Linked DNA regions of Danio rerio: region 2 is linked to region 1. The links are chromatin contacts, called in public Hi-C maps. All regions are on one chromosome and are shown on one strand. The core of a region is the stretch at or near the end of the contact, and the rest is flanking DNA. Distances in the headings are between cores, read along the strand shown. Region 1 overlaps mef2cb (myocyte enhancer factor 2cb). Region 2 has its middle 43 kb from the start of mblac2.

Region 1 (3,421 bases), core at 433-2,932:
AGCGACACCCACTCTACCAGGACAGGGAATGGGTGGATACCCGTCAGCCATCTCCACCTCGTATGGTACTGGTAGGTAGAAACTGACCTGTCAGAAAACCTCTGCACAAAAATAAATGATTTTTTGCACCTTGTTCAAACTACTTTTTAAATGAGCTAAGACAACAAAGTTCTTAGGATTTTTAGGACAGCCTAATTGTTTTTTGTTCAATCAATTTATTTTTGTAAAAAAACTATCAAGGTAACTTGAAGGTAACCCTCCATTTTTTAAAGTGTACACTGCAAAACAAAACAAAACTTACTGTCTTGTTTACAGTCCAAATATATAGAAGCATTTTCTACACAAAAAAATATTGTTTTGTTTTCAGAAATAATCAGTCAAAATTGAGATTTTTTTTTTATTATTAAAACAATCTAAATAATCTGCCAGTGAAGATATACATCAAATATTTCTAACCAAATCTTTTTTTTTTTTTTTTTTTTGCTTACCCAAACTGGTAGATTATCTAGCCTTTTTACGGAAAAACTCACTGAACTGTGTCTTTTTATTTTTTAAAACAAAACTATTTTTTACTTGTTTAGGAAATGTAGAATTTATAGATATCTGGACTAGGAAAAAGACACAATCACTAAGTAAGAAAGATATTTTTCCCTTTTATAATCACCTATACACTAACAATTTAGCATTGTGTACACATTTTATATTTCTTGCAAAAAGGTATATATTTTACTTTAAAGAAATACACATTATACATTGCTTTTTGTAATTCGGATAAGAGAATATTTCCCAGCTTTGTTTAGCTTTAAAAAACGTAATTTAATGTACTCATTTAAAAAGTAGTAATAAAAAGGAATTATTAATAAATATAATTTCTAAAAAGAACTTATAATAAAAATGCTAATGTATAATAAAAACTAATTGATGCAAATGATACCAAAATATCTCTGGTTATATCATTGTTAATAAATTAACACATTTATTTTAATATAATATAGGAAATTATTTATAAAATAATATAAAATATATTATTAAACATACCACTTACTGTAAATTTACATCAAATGAAGAGTGCATTTAATTATTTTAGCATTATAATGTGTTGCTTTTCTTGCTTTTCTTAAACTCTGTGCTTAATTAAGAACAAATTATTATTAATCTGTTGTCTATTCTTCATTTAATAAAGCAATTATGTTTAAAGACCACAGAAAACCATGCAAAACCCATTAAATTCTAGACAGTAAAACTTTGTTTCAGTAAAACATTTTTTCTCTCTCCTTGTAAGTTTTGTTTTAATACATAATTTCAAACTACATTAAATAGTAGCCTTTAAATAATAAAATAAATAGATTAACATTCCTCTGTCTATGTTATTAGATTGCATCTTAATGTTTTAGATGATGTCTTGTTTGATTAAATCCTGCCTTATCTCTACGACTTATTTATCCTGCATCTAATAGCTCCGTCTCTCCAGCAGGTGGAGACAATGTTCTTCTAAGTAAGCAGCAGTGTGTTTTTGAACGCAAATGTTAACCCTAGTCATGTGTTTTCTTCTAGAATATTCCCTGAGCAGTGCGGATCTGTCCTCTATATCTGGCTTTAACAGTGCCAACACACTTCATCTGGGCTCAATGAGTGGCTGGCAGCAACATCAGATCCAGAACATGCAGCACTCTGCACTCAGTCAGCTGGGGTGAGCCAAACGCACACACACACACACTTCCAGTTTTAATTCTAAAGGCCCTGGTATACTAACAGCAAGGCTCTTAATCATTATTAGCTTAGTGGTAAAAGATTCAATTAAAAAGTTTGAATTACTTAAGCAGTGTTATACTGTTCGTAAATGTCTAGACACTGCCTGCATCTACCTGTCAACATTGGAATTTTAAAATAAGGGATCCCTCATATATATATATATATATATATATATATATATATATATATATATATATATATATATATATATATATATATATATATATATATATTTACAAACTTTCATTCTGCAGTAGCTTTGTATAATTATTGTTATCTGATGTCACTGTTTTAATTGTATCTTTCGCACAGGAGTGCATGCACACTTATTCTGATCCATAACCCCCTTCATTTCCTTTCCTTCCTACAGAAATTGCTCTAGCTCTCACTTATGTCAGGGTTCAAATCTGTCCCTGCCCTCTACTCAAAGCCTGCACATCAAGTCCGAACCTGTTTCTCCTCCTAGAGATCGATCCAGCAGCACCACACCAGGCGGCTACGGCCAGCTACCATCCCACCAGCAGCACCAGGGCCCAACCTCGCAGGGGCGACAGGACTCGGGCCGCTCACCGGCTGATAGTCTCAGCAGCTGCGGGAGCTCACACGAGGGAAGCGACCGCGACGAGCACCGTCCCGACTTCCACTCGCCCCTAGGATTGGGCCGGCCCGGCCTGGACGATCAAGACAGCCCGTCCATCAAACGCATCCGCCTCTCGGAAGGGTGGGCCACATGATAAGCAATGGCCCTCTAGGACAGACCCGTCCGCGTTCTTGACCTCCCCGTGCGAAACGCCGCTACATGTTCTTTCTGCCGATTCTGACTAGTCACAATCATTGCTCTCCCCTATTCTCTGATTTGCTGTAGAGAGGGGAGAGAGTGCTCTCTGTAATGTTTTTATTATTAATTATTATTATTTGATCAGAGTGTTTCTGTTATACATATTGATGTGATTGACGGGTTTCAGGGAGGGTTGGAGGACTAGTAAAAGCGGGTTGGGGAGGGTTTAGTGGGCGGGGCTACTATGCATAACTTGTGCAGTGTGTGGAATACTATGTAAAGAATTACCATATATGCATATATATTTACACGTTGTGTAGGTGTACATGTATGCAGAGTAACAAACCAACAAAAAGTGTCAGGTACTCTTGGATCTTTTCTTTTTTTTTTGTAAAGTCCTTGCCTCAGTGACGTTGAGCACAGCAGAGAGCGTTTTTCACCGAGGTGACAGCTTAGCTCTTGAGTTGCTGTACCAGTACAGTATGTACAGATTCCTTTTACCTGTTTTTTTTCAGTGCCACTCTTTTCAGAGGGCGCCTTCGCTAAATGTATGTTATGGGTGTCATGTTGCAGGTTCAACGTATTGTACATAGAGACAAAACGCTGGGGAACGATAAAGGTCAAATTTCACACAAACAAATCTGTTATGCAAGAATTTCGAAGGATTGTACAGATATATGTGCAGGTTCCTTGGTTAACTTATGGGGAAAGGAAGTATTTCAGGAAAAAAAGCTCTCCTGCAGAAGGAATATAAAAATAGCAGGACAGAGTTGTGGAGATGAAGGACTTTTAGAGCCATTGATGACATTTAATCCTAGGACTTGCAGTTGTTGTTCAGTATTAAAAGACAAAAACGAGAAAAACATGTATGATACACTTGCTTATATTTTC
Region 2 (3,421 bases), core at 589-3,088, 440 kb before region 1:
ATTATTATAAAGAAAAAAAAAACTTAACTATGGCAACCTTGATGTAATACTGTTTGGTATATTTACATTTGGCCCATAGGTCTCAATGATACTTGGTTTTTTGGCCCTTCATACGAAAAAGTTTGGGCACCCCTGGATTATTTGAACCTTTGCACCTTTCGCTAATATATTAGAACCTTAATCCATTTAATCCAAATTTATTTTCATTGCAATTTGACAACATACATTTTACTCCTTAGATCTAACAATCACACAAACATCCTGCCCCCTTTGACATTATGTTCATCAGGTTTTATTCAACATTGACTAGTGGGAAACAAAAGTCAGAATTAGGCTACAATTCAATTACTTGCAGTTGTTGATAACTGAACAACATGTTATTTAACCTGTCACAGTTGTAACTTTTAACAAATGTCAACCTACTACATTTTCCAACCAGAAAATTGTAAATTGATCTGATCATTTGACAATGAGTACGTTTACATGGACACCAATAATCTGATTTTGATACAATAGGACAATTCTCTGATTAAGAGTCTACCATGTAAACAGCAATTTTTTATTAATTTAATCCCATTAAGGTCATAATTACACTAAACAGGAATCAAATTAAGACATGTGGACTGTCCTGATTTTAGTCGCATTGTTGAAGTGCAGTACAGACATGTAAACACCGCAATCAAACTATTACCATCATGTAGGATTTTTGCCAAATTTTGTGATAGGATATTTCATACACAGAGTACAAAATATTCTGTGTATTTTCTGCACCTACAGAGTCAGTGAAAGATAGACAACTGCATTGTGAATGCAGAGGTTTTTTGCCATACGGCATGCGGTATCAAATTCCATTAAAACAACACTCTTCCAGCAGTTCATACTCGTATCCAATATCTTGTTTGTCATGGGGGACATCCATGATGTATTTCTGAATAAAAGTGAAAGTGCCAAACTGCAGTTAAAGTTGACAAATTAAAAATGAAACATCTGAAATGACATGAAACTCCGGAGGAAACGTGGAAAGCATGGTGACGGAATGATGTTATGTCATGTGCTATAACATGTAAAACGGGATCATTAAAGGAAAATTCAAAAGCAACTCATGTAAACACCTTATTCATTTTACTGTCTTATTCGGATTAAGGCAAATAATTTGATTACTTATTACGTGTAAACGTAGTCATTGATATATTTGAATCCATTGTTCATTTACCAGTTGAATTTCTTGCCCAAAGCCAACAACAACACTTTCCATAAATCAGAAAAAAGACAGTCACAATACAGACTGTTTAGTTTACAGAAAAGCTATATACATTGTAAAAAAGCTTTTACAAATTTAAGAAGATTGAACATAAAATAATTAAGTTGTCCCCCCCAAAATCTCAAGAATTTAGCTGTTTAAGCTCAATTTAAATAAGTAGTTTTTACAAACAACAAATGTCATTCTCAAAATGTATTTAGTACCTGAAGTGTAAAAGTACCTAAAAAGTACCAACGCGTGCTTTTTGAGAAGGTACTATCCCAGTGACAGCTTTTGTCCTTTTATTCTGAGAATAAAAAAAATAAAAATAGGAACCCAAAAAAAAAAAAAAAGGAGAAGCAAAGTCTTGCTCTGGTGCTTTAACACTTGTTCAGTCCTCTGGCAGTGGAGGATTTGATGTCTAATGCCAGCGATTTCCCCCCTTTGTGAATTAATTAGTCTCTGCCAGCGCCGGCCACATTTGTCATTTGAATTTATGGTAATGAGGGCTGAGGGCTCCTGGTGGACCTGATAGGCCAGAGAAGCCGCTTCAGTCTCATACAAGGCTTCTTCTCGCTCTGGTTTTCTCATCTTATCTTCCCCCAATCCCCCAGCTGCTTGGACTCCCTGACCTGTCACTCCAGTGGGGGGCTTCTGGTGTCCTGTGCTGATAACGTGGCTAATTATCTCCGTGTGAGGAAGTGGATTTGGAGGCCACACACTCACACTGTCTTCTGGTCAAATCGCAAAGCAAATCCTCTGTATCACCTCACTTAACACAGACCTCACGACTGGCCTGAGGGGGTCTGAATTGGGGTCTGAATTAGTACTGCAATTTAGGACAGCTGATAAGTCCTAATTTCTTAACCAAACATAAATAATATTCATATTTAATAGCACAAGGAGCTTTGCGTTGTGTGTATCTTATTGCATGTTTTGAGGAAGGCTGATTAGCAATTTTAAGTTCATTTAGGAACATTTAACTTTTAATTAAGTGATTAAACATAGCTATATTTATCAGTGAGAAATAACATGAAATGTAATTTTGTGTCATATTGTGTGTTGATATAAAAATTGCAAGTAATTTATTTTTATATATTTAAAATTTGTATTTATTATTGTCAAAGCTGAACTTTCAGTATCATTAGTCCAGTCTTTATTCAGTGTCACATTTTCCTTAAAAATCCTACAAATGTGCTGATTTGAAATTTAAGAAACGTTTATTATGTTGAGAGAAAAATGTTTTCAGGATGATAAAGAGATAATTAATAGTTTAATCAGAAACTTAAAAAAAAATGAATCTTTCACATGAATCTGTCAGGTAAAATGAACTTAATTTATTTGCAAAATGTCATGGAGTGAAGTTGTTAATAAGTTGATCAAATTAAGTAGTTTCAAATTGATTTTTTATGGTTCCTTGCAGAGATGAATACAGTACTAGATAACCAGACTTAAGTAAAAGTACAAGTGCTCTATCAAAAAAGGGACTTGAGTAAAAGTTGAAGTGCTCTTTAAGCACCATACTTAAGTGGAAGTACTAAAGTGTTCAACATTTTTTGTACTTAGTTTATTTCAAAATGTTTGACTCAATACTGAAAATAAAAGTACAAATATTGTGTAATGTAGTTATTAAAGAAAGCAGGCAAAATGACATCACTTTGTTTTGTTTATTTTAAATATCTTATTTGGGGGCACGTAATTAAGCAGAACAAAAAGAAACACGGCTTACGATATTGTTTTTCTCTTGCGCTTGAACCACACATCTGACAGATTATAACAGCTTTTACACACACACACACACACACACACACACACACACACACACACACACACACACACACACACACACACGCACACACACACGCACACACACACACACACACACACACACACACACACACACACACACACACACACACACACACACACACACACACACACCCTTTCAATGTGTGTTACAAAAACACTCTGTAATCCACTCAAAACACTATTAAAACCCATTTTCAGATCGCAAATTACCGGTTGTAAATGCTGTAAACGGAAGTTCTAAACATTCTACCGGAGGACGCTGGTCACTATGGCCATTCTTTTGGTTCAACCCTTATTAAATAAGTAGTTTGAACAGGCAGCAACATTATTTTTTGAGTGCATACATTTGTTTTGTGTGACTGAATTTAAAGA

Evidence for each region. Hi-C and Micro-C count contacts between places; a contact is called where the count stands out from the background.
Region 2: a contact with region 1 is called in a Hi-C map of embryo, with 3 times the contacts expected there. The contact joins two enhancer-like sites. A contact is called at or near these places in 4 of 18 Hi-C or Micro-C datasets (embryo and hematopoietic stem cells) and 1 of 4 datasets of contacts at active chromatin or transcription factors (caudal fin).

The regions. Positions count from the first base shown.
Region 1 is chr5:52,238,707-52,242,127 of GRCz12tu, reverse strand. It overlaps mef2cb (myocyte enhancer factor 2cb), which reads left to right. Exons shown (of 9, transcript NM_001130962.1): 7 at 1-71; 8 at 1,555-1,690; 9 at 2,123-2,501. The coding sequence ends at 2,486. Among named protein-coding and RNA genes, the nearest start is that of si:ch211-202e12.3, 5.0 kb to the right of the region's middle. Within about 2 kb of position 1,682, at least 4 of the 62 cell types and tissues checked have an H3K27ac peak or open chromatin away from gene starts, as enhancers often do.
Region 2 is chr5:52,678,683-52,682,103 of GRCz12tu, reverse strand. No RefSeq gene overlaps it. Among named protein-coding and RNA genes, the nearest start is that of mblac2, 43 kb to the left of the region's middle. Within about 2 kb of position 1,838, at least 17 of the 62 cell types and tissues checked have an H3K27ac peak or open chromatin away from gene starts, as enhancers often do.